Linked DNA regions of Mus musculus: region 2 is linked to region 1. A link is a contact called in public HiChIP or PLAC-seq data. All regions are on one chromosome and are shown on one strand. The core of a region is the stretch at or near the end of the contact, and the rest is flanking DNA. Distances in the headings are between cores, read along the strand shown.

Region 1 (6,999 bases), core at 770-3,269:
CAGCACCTCCAGTCTTCAGTTTGCCTTGAAGGCACATCAGGGAGAAGCAGGGAGGATCAGGGGTCAAGTTCATGCTCGGCTACCTAAAACCCTGTCTCAAAAACAAACAAATACTCATGGGCAAGCGGATGGATACTCAGCAAAAAGACAAATGCACAGGCAGCCCAGAGCTTGGCGGAGCAAGGACTTGGACCCAGACCACCCTGTCCCCAGCTTGCTCTCTTCCCAGGAGACCACAGATGTCTCTAAAGCCATTTCTGCCTCTATAACGTGGGAATGACAACAAAACTGGTGCCCCCTCCCCCTCCCAGGGCTGGCCCCACATCTGGGGAGCACACAGGCCCCAGTAGCTGTGGTTATTAAGTAGGGTGGCTCTTGTGGAACACAGAGCTGCAGTCTGTACCCTGGACACCCAGAGCTCCTCCCAGCAGTGGTGGAACACACACCCGATACTCTGCCCAGACAGGTCCCTCCCTCCCCAGCCTGCTATAACCTGAGCACCAGCCTCCTCCTTCTCTCCGAGGTCGTGGTCTGCACCCCCACCCCAACATTGCACAAGGATGAATACACGTCACAGATGTCATAGGACCCGTGGTCACTTCAGAGTGCAGTGTCTGAGGATAGTCCTGTGAAAGTGCCATTACTGGAGGTGCGGGGTTGGGGGACAGGTGACAGCATGGGATGCCTAGCTCACTAGGCCTTCTCACTAGGCCTTCTGCCTTGCTCCCCTCCAGGGCCCTTCTGTTCTCCATCCCTGGCACTCATTGGGGGTTTTTCGGTTTTTTTATTTTGTTTTTTTTTTCTTTTGCTTTGTTTTTAGTTTTGTTTTTTGGTGTTTTGTTTTGTTTTGTTTGTTTTGAGAACAGGGTTTCTCTGTGTAGCGCTGGCTGTCCTGGAACTAGCTCTATAGACCAGGCTAGCCTCAAACTTAACAAAGATCTGACTGCTTCTGCCTCACAAGTACTGGGATTAAGACATGGGACACTCCCTGGCTGCTTTCTTCAGTCTTAAGTGGGTATCTGAGCACCTTTCCCTGCCTTGGCCTTGACCGCATGTGGAAGAGATGGCAAGTGCTTCGGCAGCCATGGTGGCACCGTGAGGATCCAGGCTGGTGGTGGATGGGAGAACCAGTGACCTTGCTCCCAACCTCCAACTCATTCTGTTATGTCTTTATTCAGTCATTCAACAAACATTTATTGAGCATGTACTGTGCACCAAGCCTTGCAGTGTGCACTGGGAACACTCCAAGAAAGCAGTCAGCAGGATTCCTGCTTTGCATCCTGGGGTGTGGAACAATGTCAGCTAAGGAGTCTTTTGTGACAACGGTGGGTGGGGGATCCAGAGGCCTACAAGGACTAAACCAGGGAGCACCTAGAAAGTCTCCCCCTGGGGATGGGTCTGTTCAAGTTTACAGCAGCAGAGTCTAAGCCACGGGCTGTGCTGACAGAATGGGGCTCAGCTGCCACCAGGCTTCTGAGACCTCACGACCCAGGAGCTTGTCAGAGAGTGAACAGCTGGCCCTGACATCCTCCCTGCTCCCAGGTGACAGGGCTCCTGTCCTCAGAGGTCTTCTCTCACAGCCCCTAGAGGTGGGCCCAGGGGCCTAAGAAAGAGTCCGGTGGTCTGCTACTAGAGGGTCTCCCCATCAGCAAGGCAAGCTAGGGAAAGAGGAGGGAGAAAGCACGCCAAGTGGAGGAGGCAGCCTTGCAAACACCCTGAGGCTAGCAGGTGTCCCTGGAAGAACCCAGGCAGCCTCAGCTGGAGACAGGGGGCAAGTGTGGGGGGGAGGGGACAGGAAAGGTAGCCTGGGAAGGGGAGGGAGGAGGAGGAGGAGTCGCCCACTCGTGTCACGGCATCTACAGGTTGTAAGATTAATCTTTAAGGCAGTAGGAGCCACGGGAAGCTCTGGAGCACAGAAAGTTGTGATGCGGTTCTTGTTTCATCAGGCACACAGAGAATAGAAAGAGAGGGCTGGGAGCAAGGGAGTCGCTGGAGGCCAGAGGACTCATGGGTGATTCACTCAGAGCTGCACTAGTTGTGGCAGAGGTCGGGGTGGAGACGGGGTGAGCCGGGAACTCAGCATGGCTGGAGGCTCTGACTGCTGCGCGTGCGCCTGGGGAGCGGGCCCACTCCTCACGTCCCAGAGAGAGAAACTTTAGGACAGGCTCATGTAGCCCAGGCTGGCCTAGAACCTAGTGTGACCAAGGATGACCCTGAAGTCCCACCTCCGCCTGAGTACGGGGATTACAGGCGTGCACTACCACACCTGGTTTATGGAGCACTGAGGACCAAGCCCAGGGTTTGCCACATGCACGCTACCAAGTGAGCCACAGCCCCAGAAACTCTTGATACTTCACGGGATGTAAATGAAGGAGTCATGGTGGATCAGAAAGGGCTTAAGCCTCCTCACCCCTCACCCTCACCCTTCATCCCTCATCCCTCACCTTCATCCCTTACCCTCAGCCCTCATCTCTCACTCTCACCCTCCACCCTCTCCTTCAACTCTCACCTCCATTCCTCACCTTCATCCCTCACCCTCATCCCTCATCTTCATCTCTCACCCTCACCCCTCATCCCTCATCCCTCACCCTCACTCCTCACCTTCATCCCTCACCCTCACTCCTCACCCTCATCCCTCACCCTCATCCTTCATCTTCATCTCTCACCCTCACCCCTCACTCCTCATCCTCATCCCTCACCTTCATCCCTCATCCCTCACTCTCACTCCTCACCCTCATCCCTCACCCTCACTCCTCACCTTCATCTCTCACCCTCACCCCTCATCCCTCACCTTCATCCCTCACCCTCATCCCTCATCCCTCACCCTCACTCCTCACCTTCATCTCTCACCCTCACCCCACATCCCTCACCCCTCATCCCTCACCTTCATCCCTCACCCTCATCCCTCATCCCTCACCCTCACCCTCACCCCTCACCCTCACTCCTCACCCTCATCCCTCATCTTCATCTCTCACCCTCACCCCTCACTCCTCACCCTCATCCCTCACCTTCATCCCTCATCCCTCACTCTCACTCCTCACCCTCATCCCTCACCCTCACTCCTCACCTTCATCTCTCACCCTCACCCCTCATCCCTCACCTTCATCCCTCACCCTCACTCCTCACCCTCATCCCTCATCCCCACCTTCATCCCTCATCCTCACTCCTCACCCTCATCCCTCACCCTCACTCCTCACCCTCATCCCTCACCCTCACTCCTCACCCTCATCCTTCATCCCTCATCCTCACTCCTCACCCTCATCCCTCACCCCTCACTCCTAACCCCTCACCCCTAACCTCTCACTCCTGCTGCAGTGGGCCCTGGTCACTTTAACTCTCCAGCAATAGTCAGGCCTGGCAATAGACAACCCTAATCCCAGCTTCTCAGGAGGCTGAGGCAGGGGGGACAATCGAGCAGAAGCTGGGTCCCGTGAGACCCTGTCTTTAAAAGAGACTGAGAAAGTAAAGTAGGAGAGTAAAAGTAAAATTGGGGAAAAAAAGAGCCAACAGCCAGGCCTGATGGTATAGACCTGGGATCCCAGCCCAGGTGCAGGCAAAACCAAGAATTCAAGGTCATCCCTCGATATGTAGTGAGTTCAAGGTCAGCCTGGGCTAAACAAAACCAACAACACTCATAAGAGAGCAGAGGGCGCTGAGCTCGGGGAGGAGAGAGCCTGGACAGCCCGAGGAGTCTGAGGAGTGTGGGCCTCTCTGAGTCCTCGTGGGGACTTTGAGCTGAAGGATGCGCGGGCTGCACTCACAGGTGCAAAGGTCCTGTGGTGGGTCAGATTCAGAAGGTTCAGGAAATAGCAGGAGGTCAAGCCAGCTGCGGTGGTAAATCACAGGCAGGAGGATTGCCTTGAGTTCAAGGCCTGCTGGCCAGAAGTGATTACAAGGCCAACCATGGCAATGTGGAAAGACCCAGTCTCAGAAAAGGCAAAAGAGGAGGCCAGGAAGAAAGGCCAGAGCTGGAGGCCCAACTCAAGGCCCCGGGCAAAGGGGAGGTCAGTTTACAGCTTGGGAAGCCATGGGAGGCTTTAGGAAGGAGCTGAGAAGAGCTGTCAAGGGGGTGTGGGGGCTCTGGGACAAAGTGGTATGTCTGTCCTGACACACAAGGCCCTGGGAGTCCAAGACGTGATGGACCTATTCGCCTGCACCTGGACCTCCTAGAGAACATTCCAGACTGTGATTACCTCAGTGCTGAGGCCTTCCCAGTTGCCCTCTAACGAGGCCCCCTGGAGAGGCAGCCACAGCTCCAGGAGGACAAAAAGACAGGGAGTGGCTGGTGACTGGAGGGCCAGGCCCGTGCCACCTGGGTCCCCACATATGGACGCCTGTTCCATTCCCAGTGGGCATGTGGTACCTAGCCTGCCCTCACCCTACACAGCTCAGCTGCTGTCCCCCTAGCTAACTCTGCCTTTCTCTCTGTTTCTCTGTCCCTGTCCCCCAGCCCACCTGACCCCTGGTCTCCAGCCTGAGGTCTGGGTAGATACTCTTCTGGCTAGCCCCAGGGGCACAGGGCAGGGACAGGTGTCTTCTTCCCAGCCTCCTCCTGGACAGGACCCTGCTCCTTTCTTCCAGCTCTGCCCTGGCTAGGTCAACCCAAACCAGCACCTACTGCCCTCTCCTTCAGGGAGCTGAGGTGTGGTTCCGGTCCTCCTGGGAACACAAGATTGAGTAGGTTCTGTAGGCCTGAGCCTCCCTGAGCGCCCCCCACCCCCTTTACACATGGAGAAACCGAAGCTCAGAGAGGGCGCACCACTGGCATAGGGCCACACAGCTAATTGCAGGCAGAATATGACCCCAGGGCCTTGGGCAGGGCTTCAGAGAGACTCCCTCCCCTTCCAGCCCCCAGCTTCCTTCCGCAGAGGCCACTGGGCCTCCTGTCCTGGGAGTTCTTCCAGAACCATCCACGCATCGCCTGCTTCTCACACAGGTAGAGAAACAATCCACTCTTTCTGCACCTGCATGGTGTCTGAGATTCCAGAGAGCTGGTCTGGCTGAAAGCTTCTATCCCCCAGGGCCGCCAGCAGCCTGACAGCTTCCACCAGGCCTCCTCCCCACATCCTAGATGCCAGTCTCGTCTGGTCCAGGAAGTGTCAGCGGTCCCTCATGCCCCCCCTGCACACATATGTGCACACATGTATATGTACACATATGTGGACCCCCTCACCTCCAAGTCTGCTAAGCTATAGGACAGAAGAATCCTGGAACATGGCATAAGGTCTTAATAAGGGCCTACGGGTGGCCTTGACAAACTACAGCTCTCTAGGTCCAGACACCCCCAGAGCAGAAGCCCCCAAAGCTGGAGGCTCCTGGCCGTGACCATCAGTAGTAGACTAGAATAGGGCAGATGGTGGACAGTTGGGCTAGCCTCTGGCTGGAAAGGCTCCTGGGTGAGGAAGGCTGGACACCCAGATCTCCTTAAAGCCCTTTCTCCTTGCTTGTGTGCTGAGGTTCTTGAAGAGTGGGGGTTAATAAAGCTAGCAATAGAAGGAAGCATCAACCAAGCCAGAACACCGATGGGAGCTATGAGAGAGGACCACACAGCCAGGAACCAGTCCCTGGGATGCTGAACAAGGGGTGCTGGGAACCCCCTAGGGGTTTGATCCTCTTCTACCCCTCCCAGGAGGCCAGCTGAGACCTGCTTTCTCCTGGAGTCATCCCTTTCGTCCAACCCACTGGATCCTCCCATCCACCTGTCCATAGCCTGAGAGAAGTTCTCCGTGCCCTGAGGCCCTGCCTGGGGTTACAAAGGAGGATGTGAGGGCGGAGGGAACAGAGCTCTCATGCCAAGAGACCACCTCCATCAGGTAGCCCACCCATGACTCACAATTAGAGCCCACAGGGTCTCTGAGATCAAGCAGGTTGGCTGCTGGGGCTTGCTTGTGTCTGTCCCCCATGCTGTCCACTGGCGCTGGTCACAGAGGGACCCACGCCTGGCTTAGCTGCCCAGGTACAAAAGTGCAGAGGTCAGAGCTTGCTTGAGAATTTGAGAAATGTGCATGGTGCCTTCATAACCCACAGCCAAACCATGGGCGTGGCCCGGGGTCCACTGATAGCCAGCTGGAGGACAGTAAGCAGCTTGTCACTTGGAGGTCTATGGCACTGTAGGAAACCAGGCACTAAGCACCACAGATGGACCCCAAAAAGGGCTGCCAAGACAAAGACACTAAACACAAGAGCAGGCACCCCAGGGGGTGGCTCGCAGGTCAGTTGCCCTGGGGGAAGTCAGGAGAAAGGTTGTTGGGCCATGGGCAGAGGATCCAGGGCAAGCCTTCAGGGTGACCCCCACTAGGAAAACACTTCAAGCACCTGCCTTCACTGCTCCTGTGACCACTAAAAGTTCACATGGTCAAAAGAGCTAATAGAGAAAAAAGATATACACTTGCAAAGAGTTTTTAAAAAGGCATAAACAAGAGGTTTGAACTTGAACCCCCTAGTCAAAAGCCCCCATGGGTGTGCGAAGAAGGTTCAACCTGTGCCTGGCCATCCAGCATCGATCTTGGCTTCATGGCAAATGTCTCTGAGTGTCCACACGTACTGCTAAAGCGGTTTTCATTTTTGACCAATAGGAATACAAGCAGAGACCGACACACCAGGAGTTCAATGTCAGCCTGGTTCGCAGAATGAGATTGTCTCAAGTAAGTGGAGCTGGGTCTAAAGGCTCAGGTCTATGATCCCAGCTGCCCAGGAAGCTGAGGCCTGCCCTGAAGTTTGGACTACAGAGCAGGTCCTAGGCAGACCTGGGCAACTGAGCAAGACACAGTCTCAAAATAAAGAATTAAAAATTGGCTGGTGATGTAGCTCAGTAGCAGAGCATTTGCCTTGTATATACAAGGCCCTAGGTTCAATCCCCCATCCTCCCACAGCCACCACGAACAGTGATTTTTAAGACTGGGATTGGGGAAGAGGGCTCAGTTGGTACCTGACTCCCAACCCTAGAACCCATGTGCAAAAGCTGGGTTTGATGGCTCACACTTGTGAGGAGGGGAAGAC
Region 2 (7,808 bases), core at 198-2,697, 760 kb before region 1:
GCATATTCATAATGAGATCTCTTGGGAATGCAAGCCTGAAGTGCAAACTTCTTGCACACTCAGCCTGAAGGGAATTTGCAGGGAGCATTTTTTGTAGCTTTGTGTGCAAAAGTTCTGTGCTTTTCCCACAAGGATACGTTGCAAAGTAGTTCTGGTCTGGGGACACACTGGATTTTCTGTTTTCAAATGGGGGGAGTCCTCCACCTGTACTTTGGCCAACCATAGGTAATCTGTCAACACCCAGACACCACACGGAGGGCCACAAGTCACCAGTGCTGAGATACCATCTGCTGGTAGGCTTTGGCTGAGCCATGGCAGCTGAGTCCTCCTGTCTGGCTGGAGAAGCCACCACTCAGACACCAGATGGAAGGTGACACACCCACTACAAGCACCTCCACCAAAGCCACCTGTGTCATCTCACCCCTTCAGCTCCCCCCTCAATGTGACCTTCCGCCAAATGGGACACTGACCCCTTTGCTGAGCACAGGCGTTCCAATCTCCGTGAAAGCCCCCTGACACCAGCCCTCATTACTTGAATGGATGCTCACCCGGTTCTCCATGTCAATCTTGAGGTGAAATGTACTGTTTGCTGCGTTCTGTCCTAAAGCCCGTGGGTGTTGGGACGGCTCTGATCCCTGATCTACTCAGTCACAGTCACAGCCAAGCTGTAGCCAGGACACAGATAATGACAGTCTCCACAAACCACACCTTGATGCTGCCCTCCTTTTTGTAGTCAGCTACCCCACTACCCGCCACCTTTTCCCATGAACCGCTGACCACCCATCCCATTCACACGCCTGTTCACAACCTCCACTCTCCCTCCCTGCTCTTCGTGGATTCACACCTTGTGCCTCAGGGCTGAACGTGGCTCCTGGGAGGGCTGGATGAGGCAACTCACACCTCCAACTCCAGTGGCAAGACCAGGAGCTGTTAGATGTTAAAATGAGCCCACTTAATGCATTAGGAAATGCGTGGCCCAGAGTGAGCGTTGGGTGCGGTGGTCGGTGCTGATAATGGTGATGGTAATGATGGTTGTCATCACCACCATCATCACCATCATCATGTCCATCACTGGCCTGGGTCACATGACAAGGCTAATGTCCCCACTCTGATTCAGGCCAAAGTCTCTGACAAGCACCGGAGGACTACTGCGGCCCAGGCAGTGTTTAGCACGCCCCCTGCCAAGGCTGCCATCCCCTCACTATCCTTTCCCCATCAGAGCTGAGTTCTGCGGTGCTGAAGAATATTTCAAAAGTGATGTGAGCGTATTTTTGAGGTCAGGGTCTATAATCAAAACCACGACTCCCGGACGGTGGCCTGGTTTAGAGAGAGAAGCCGGGTGAGTCACCGTCCCAGCCATTTGAATGAAACAAAGACACAACAAGCTGGGCCTTCCTCCTCTGCCAGATTGGATGACCTCAGGCTTACAGAGACACAGCTGGAGCAAATTAAGGGATGGATCTTGGGTTCCCCAGATAGTGAAGGCAGCCCAGCGTGACTCACTGAGAGGACCACAGAGATGCTAAGGGAGCCCCCTGGGACTCCAGGCAGGGCAGACCAAAGGACAGTCAAAGCGGGAGTGCAGAAAAGACCCCATGGTCCTGATTTCCTTGACATGTTTTGGGGACCCAGAGGACACTGTCAGCCCAGGTGGATTTACCAGTGTCAAGAATGGTTTGCTGTCTGCAGTAACCTCAATCCTTAGGCCCACCCTCCATCCCTTGCCCCTGGGAGGGGACAGTCAAACCCAGTCCCTGCCCAGACATCCTGTGTTTCCTTTGTAACATGTCTGCCAAGGCTCTCCATTGCGAGGGCTCTTTGCCAGGGAGACTGCCTGAGACAGTGAGAGAGACTTGAGCCACAGAACAGAACAGAGGGGTGACCCGGCTAAGTAGCTGCTCAGGGTGACTCCAGACTTCTGTGCCACCTCACCACAATGCCTTTGCCAGAGTCCTCAATTCCAGCTCAGAGTCGCCCAGAAGTCTTTCAGCATATTGTAATTAATATTCGATTTTGAAGACGGAACTGTTTTCTAAACAATGACAATACCACACACCTGGGCGAAACACACCATAATAAAGAGTAAAAACACACAATCTTTGTATAGTGTGTATGTCCGTGTGTGTATGTGTGTGTGCATGTGAGCACACATGCATGTGTGTCACTTGTGTGTGTGCATATGTGTTTGTGCACAGTGTGTGCGCATTTGTGTATATGTGTGTGCATGTGCGTGTGTGCCTGAGTGCATGCATATGTATATGTGCGTTTGTGTGTGTGCATGTGTATGTGTATTTATTTGTATGTGTGCACGTGCACACGCACATGTGATGCATTGCATATCTGCATGTGCTCATGGAAGCCAGAGGTTGGTGCCAGGTGTGACTCTCTTGCCTGCACTGTGTGCTCAGGACGGAGCCTCGGCTACAGGAGTAAACAAATGCTCTATTAGCTGCTCGTCTCACTGGGCAGTTCTGGAATGCAGAACTAAGCTTGGACTTGTCAGTAAGCTGGTTCTCAAAAAAACAAATAGTATTCGCTGATGGATTTGGATGCAAATGGAGCCACAGAGGGAAATGTGGCTCTGTTTCCTCACCACCGAGGAAGCAAGCAAGCTCCCATCTGGATCCTCTGCCTCTCCCATGGTCTTGCCACCACAGCACACTCACCAATGCCTTTGCTACCTCTTTTTGAGGTGGCTTTTGGGGACACAAACACACTTGCTAGGGAGCTCTCTCATAGAGTACATGGCTTGTGAATTTTCAGATTCTTCAGTGTCTGATGAGAGCACCAGGTTTTTGCCCCAGGAAGACCCTTCGTTGAAAATGTTTCTCCCTCAGAACACGGAAGCTGTCTTTGCTTTCTGGCAGCCAAGCTGAGGCAAATCTTGTGAGAGGCTGAGTCTCAGTCCTGAGCAGCTGACCACTTACGACAGGATTGCTTCCAGACAGGGTGGCCATGTGATTGGCATTAGGTGGGACAGAAATCAGAAAACTCCAACTATGACATAGTGTGTATATGTGTTTGTGTGTGTACATGTGTGTGCATATGTGCATGTGTGAACATGTATGCATGTGTACAAGTATACATGTGTTTATGTGTACCCATGTGCATGTCGAACATGTGTGCATATGTGTACACATGTACATGCTTTTGCATGCGTGCATGGGTCTGTGTATGTGCATTGCACATGTAGGCACGTGTGAACACATGTACATGTGTCTGTGTATGTGCATGTGTCAACACATATGCATGTTTGTGTGTACCCATGTGCATGTGTGAACATGCATGCCTATGTGTATATGTGTTTGTGTGTACGTATGTACAAGCATGTGTGTATGTATGAACATGCCCTTCTCTGGTCAGCCCCCTTGACTCTTCCCCTGGAAATTTCCATCATCGTGAGGTTGGAGCTCCTGGTATCTCCGTCTCCGCTGTTCGTTCTCGGTTCCACCTGTTCATTCTCCACTCCGAGATCCCTCCAGCTCTGGCTTTCAGATGTCCAACTTTATCGCCATCTTTTGTGAAGGGACGGACTGCTCGCTCTTCCTTAGCAGCTCTGTGTCTGTGGCGGTGTTCTCCATTTCCTCCCCTCCGCCTGCCTGGAGCAGAGGAGGGGGCTGCTCTCCTCTCCACACAGCATCCTCTCCCTCTCTTCTCAGTGGAGAATGACCCCAGCATATGCGGGACAGTAGCGTGTGAGGGAGGCCTCACCTGTCTCTGCATGTGTCAACATGACCAAGGTTTGACCAATGGGATAGATTCTGCAGACCATTCTGAGAGATAAAGACAGATATGGGGGGGGGTAGGAGACGGGGGGTGGGGGGAGACAGGGGAGAGGGAGACGGGGAAGGAGAGGAGGAGGGAGAGAGAGAGGTATAGATGTGTTCACCTGTGTGTGCATGTGGAGGCCACAGGAGGACCTAGGGTGTCTTGCTCTGTCTTGCTCTATCACGTTCTTATTCCCTTGTGACAGGATCTTCCCCTGAACCTGGAAATTCAATAAGCTCAAGCCATCCTCTCATCTCTACCCCTCACAGTACTGGAGTTCCAGACACATCCACCTGGGGATTTGAACTCAGGGCCCTGAGCTTGCATGGCAAGCACCCTTCCCCAGTGAGCTATCACCCCAATCCCCTGGAACTTTTTTGCCTGCATCATGAAAACCTTATAAGGCCAGGAAGGCTGCCATGATGGGGAAAGCCCTGCCCTGCAGGCAACCTTAAGATGATGCCACAGTTTTCCCAGCTTCTCAGGCCACCAGGCTAAACCCCGACTCCTCTCTCTCCTAGTTAAAAATAGTCCCCTCGTTTGCGGCTGCCCTGAGCACACCGCAGACCTCTGGAACAGCTTTGCTGTGACATCACAAGCCTGAGTCAGGATGCTGATGGAGAGCTGAGGCACAGCCTAGGGGTGAGAGGCTCAGGATGCTGCTGAGCTCAGGGACCCCGGGGACAGCGCTCCTGTCCCATCTCACGACACCTCGGACCTCTTCCCATCAAGGCCCATCACAAAGTGGTGCCCACGCCCTGCCATTACTACATCGCTGGTCCCTCACACATATACCCTCTCTGCTCCTCCACTGTGGAGCTGCCTCTGTTGACACCCAGTGCTGTCATGGTTGGCATACTCAGAGAGGCCCAGGACCTGCCTTGTCCTTGTGAGCAGGGGTTTGCATCATGTGAGAGGTTCCCGTGGCCACCAGAGAGCCTCCAGGTTCCAGTTGAGCGTATTCTGGTTCGGGACTCAGTGTTCTTATTTTTATATCACTTATGTGTGCGTGTTTGCATCCACAGTCTCCTGTGAACCCCATTTACAGGAGGAAAAACTGAGGCTCAGGGAGGCCAATATTATCAGAGCTGGGGTTCAAGCTCATTTCAAAAACCTGCGCTTGCCAGTGTGACATTGCCCACACTGAAGGAAGTCCAGAAATGGCCTGGTAGGAAGTTCACTAGCTTCCCGCCCTCCTCAATGGAACCCAAGGTGGCACGACCCACATCTGTTCTGGTGCATGTGACAAGCTGTCCCTCCTACCCTGGGTTCCTCTCATACCCTCCCCTACTAATCATCGAGGGACAGTGCTATAGGGAGCTGTTGGGGACTGGGAAAGGCCCTTGTGGGCGCTGACTAATCAGCTCCCAACAGCGGAAGGTGAAGAGCCTTTGGGAGAGGAAAGTTGGGGTGGGGTGGGGGGCTGGGGGAGGAGCTGAGCCACCCAGGACCACCTGGAGGCAAGGTGCCAGGACATTAGCTAGGCCCACAGGAAACGGCTAGGCCAGGGGAAAGACTCTGGCCCTTTCTAAATTGCATTTAAAAACAAAGAATACATTGGAGAGGGAATGGGCCTGGTTGTTTTTAAAAGTGAGAAATATGAGCTTTCTTCGTGCGGCACACCTCTCCCAGGACCCCAGGGAACCAGCCGGGAGCCCCTGCCGCCCTGCTAAACGGCACCTTCAAGCGGAGGCTGTGAGCCTAAGAAAATGTTGAGGTAAGGTCCATAGCTGCCCGGGCAGCCAGAAGCAAGATTAACTGAATGGTGCAAACAAACGAGGCTCCTTCCTGGGCAAGGTGCGCAGGGGCAGGCCTAGCTGCCACCACCCACACCCTCAGGCCCTGCTCTGGGCCCCACTCTGGCTCTTGGGGTTTCTGGTTTGCACAGGACAGCACCATCACTTTCCAGCCAATGGGAAGAGGAGCGCACAAGGCCTCGTGGGTAATGTGGAAGAGGAAAAAGTGCCAAGCAGGGCACTGGCCTGGGAGCTCTGTTCTCTCAGTTTCTCTCGGCTTGGCACCCTGCTTTCCTACCAGCTGTTCATGTGTTGTTAGGTAATGAAAACTTAAAATCTCAAAATTTGCCGGCACTCATTTTTTTACTGTTCGCTCACATGCTGTCGGCTCAAGCACCAAGTTGAGAGCATCTAACCCATGGCGGAATGGCTGAGCTCTTCCCAGGCAACAGGAACAGCAACAAATGACCCCAGCTGCCCTTCCGGCCCACGAGAGTGCTGCCAGGAAAACCCCAGGGACCCCTTCCGGAGTCCCCTGCTGTCTTTCCCACGGAGAGTCCTTCCATTCTGTGCCGAGTGGATGGCAGTGACTTCACACTCAAAGGGACTTCCCTCCTGGGTTTGTTCCCAGCTTTCTAGGATCCACTGAGTGCCAGTTGAGGATGCAGCATCTCAGCACCCACCCTCCCTCCACACTCACCTTGAACTTGTCCGGATGCCGGACTCACTCAGGATTCTGAAGTCCACACTCCCAAGCATGGGGTGGTGAGGGACCGTGGAGCCAAGTGCGGAAACCCCTTTTCTCCCACCCATGAGCACGCCCCCTTGTCCTAGCAGGACCTCGTTTATAGAATCCAAGTTCAAAGAAAAGAGATGATTGAGACTCTCTCAACAGTGGAGGCAGTGGGTGGGGGTGGTGTTGGGGTGGGGGCGGGAGGGGCTACCAGGGTTAGCTTACCCCCCCCCCCGCCCCCCAGCACAGGAAGCACGCCTGTGAGGAGGATTCTGGAAGCCTGGTCACTCTTCATATTGAAATCTCACGTGAACATGTAACACGGCCAGTTTGGAAGCCGTGAAGGCTGGAATCTGAAAGTGACAGTTACGCTGGGATGATGGCTGCTTTTAGATCAGCTCCAAACTTCTGAATAAGTGTCCTGGTCCATGTCATGGCACCCATTAACACCCTGTCCTGACTTCCGTGGTGACTCCTGTCCTACTTAGATCACAGCACACACTCCTCACAGGGACCAGAGGCCCTGAATGAGCCACGCCCCTTCCTGCTGCCCCTTTGAAACCTGCTTGCTCTCTCTCTCTCTCTCTCCCTCTCCCTCTCCCTCCCTCCCTCCCTCAACCCCATCTCCATCAGCAAATCCCCTGGAACCAGTTTCTCAACACCTCAGATCTGAACTCTGCTCCCCTCTCATTTGCCATCAGCACTCCCCCACACTGATTGCTGGCCCCATCGGGCCCTCATGGTGCCAGTGGCTCTCACACAACAGCAGAGAGACTCTGTTCAAGTCACTCAGGGCATGAGCCTCTTCCATCCGAGCCTCAAGGAGCTTCCTATGCTAACAGAAGCAGAGGTCTAAGGCTGTCCAAAACCCAGGCTAGCCCTCCAAGCCATCGGCCCCTTCCCTCCCCCTCCATTTGCTTCCCCTCCTCCCACCGAGCTGTTTCCTTTGAACCTCCATCTGCCTTCCTCAATGCCACTGACATCCTGGGCAGGATGGAGGGCCCCACAGTATCTCAGCTCACCCTGGCTCTTGTCAGGAACACGCTCACCCATACAGCATAGCAACCAAAAGTGTCCTGAGGGGCTGGAGAGATGGCTCAGGGGTTAAGAACACTGGCTGCTCTTCTAGTGGACATGGGGTTCAATTCCCAGCACTGGCATGGCAGCTCACAGCCATCTATAACTACGGTCTTAAGGGACCCCACTCCCCAACTCTAACAATTACTCTGTATCTCTTTAACTCCACCATTTTAAGACCACTTCTTAAAATCTGTAGTCTCTGGTTGTGGGAGTTGTGAATGAGCTGGGCCCCCGGGGGTGTGAGTGTGGGAGGATGGCCCTGTCGCTTGTCTGCCCTGTGGCAGTGTGGGCAATGGGGAGATGTCCACCGTCCTGCTACCTGCAACAGGTGGGAGATCTGGCCCTGGGGTCATGAGAGCAGGAGAGCGGGCCCTGCCCCTCACCTGCTGCAGGCCCTGCACCTTGCCTGGGCAGCACAGCAAAGCTGGCCCTGTTACAGTGAGCAAGCCCCAAGGGTAGAAGAGTGATAGAGCTGTTTCTGTCCCTTGCCA

The links. HiChIP or PLAC-seq counts read pairs in DNA pulled down with a chosen protein or histone mark.
Region 2: a contact with region 1 is called in a FOXA1 HiChIP or PLAC-seq map of pancreatic cancer cells. The contact joins two enhancer-like sites.

What each region holds. Positions count from the first base shown.
Region 1 is chr2:167,703,616-167,710,614 of GRCm38.p6, reverse strand. No RefSeq gene overlaps it. Among named protein-coding and RNA genes, the nearest start is that of A530013C23Rik, 16 kb to the right of the region's middle. Within about 2 kb of position 2,019, at least 32 of the 459 cell types and tissues checked have an H3K27ac peak or open chromatin away from gene starts, as enhancers often do. A contact at or near this core is called in pancreatic cancer cells, where this site is marked.
Region 2 is chr2:168,459,875-168,467,682 of GRCm38.p6, reverse strand. No RefSeq gene overlaps it. Among named protein-coding and RNA genes, the nearest start is that of Gm33413, 24 kb to the right of the region's middle. Within about 2 kb of position 1,447, at least 60 of the 459 cell types and tissues checked have an H3K27ac peak or open chromatin away from gene starts, as enhancers often do. A contact at or near this core is called in pancreatic cancer cells, where this site is marked.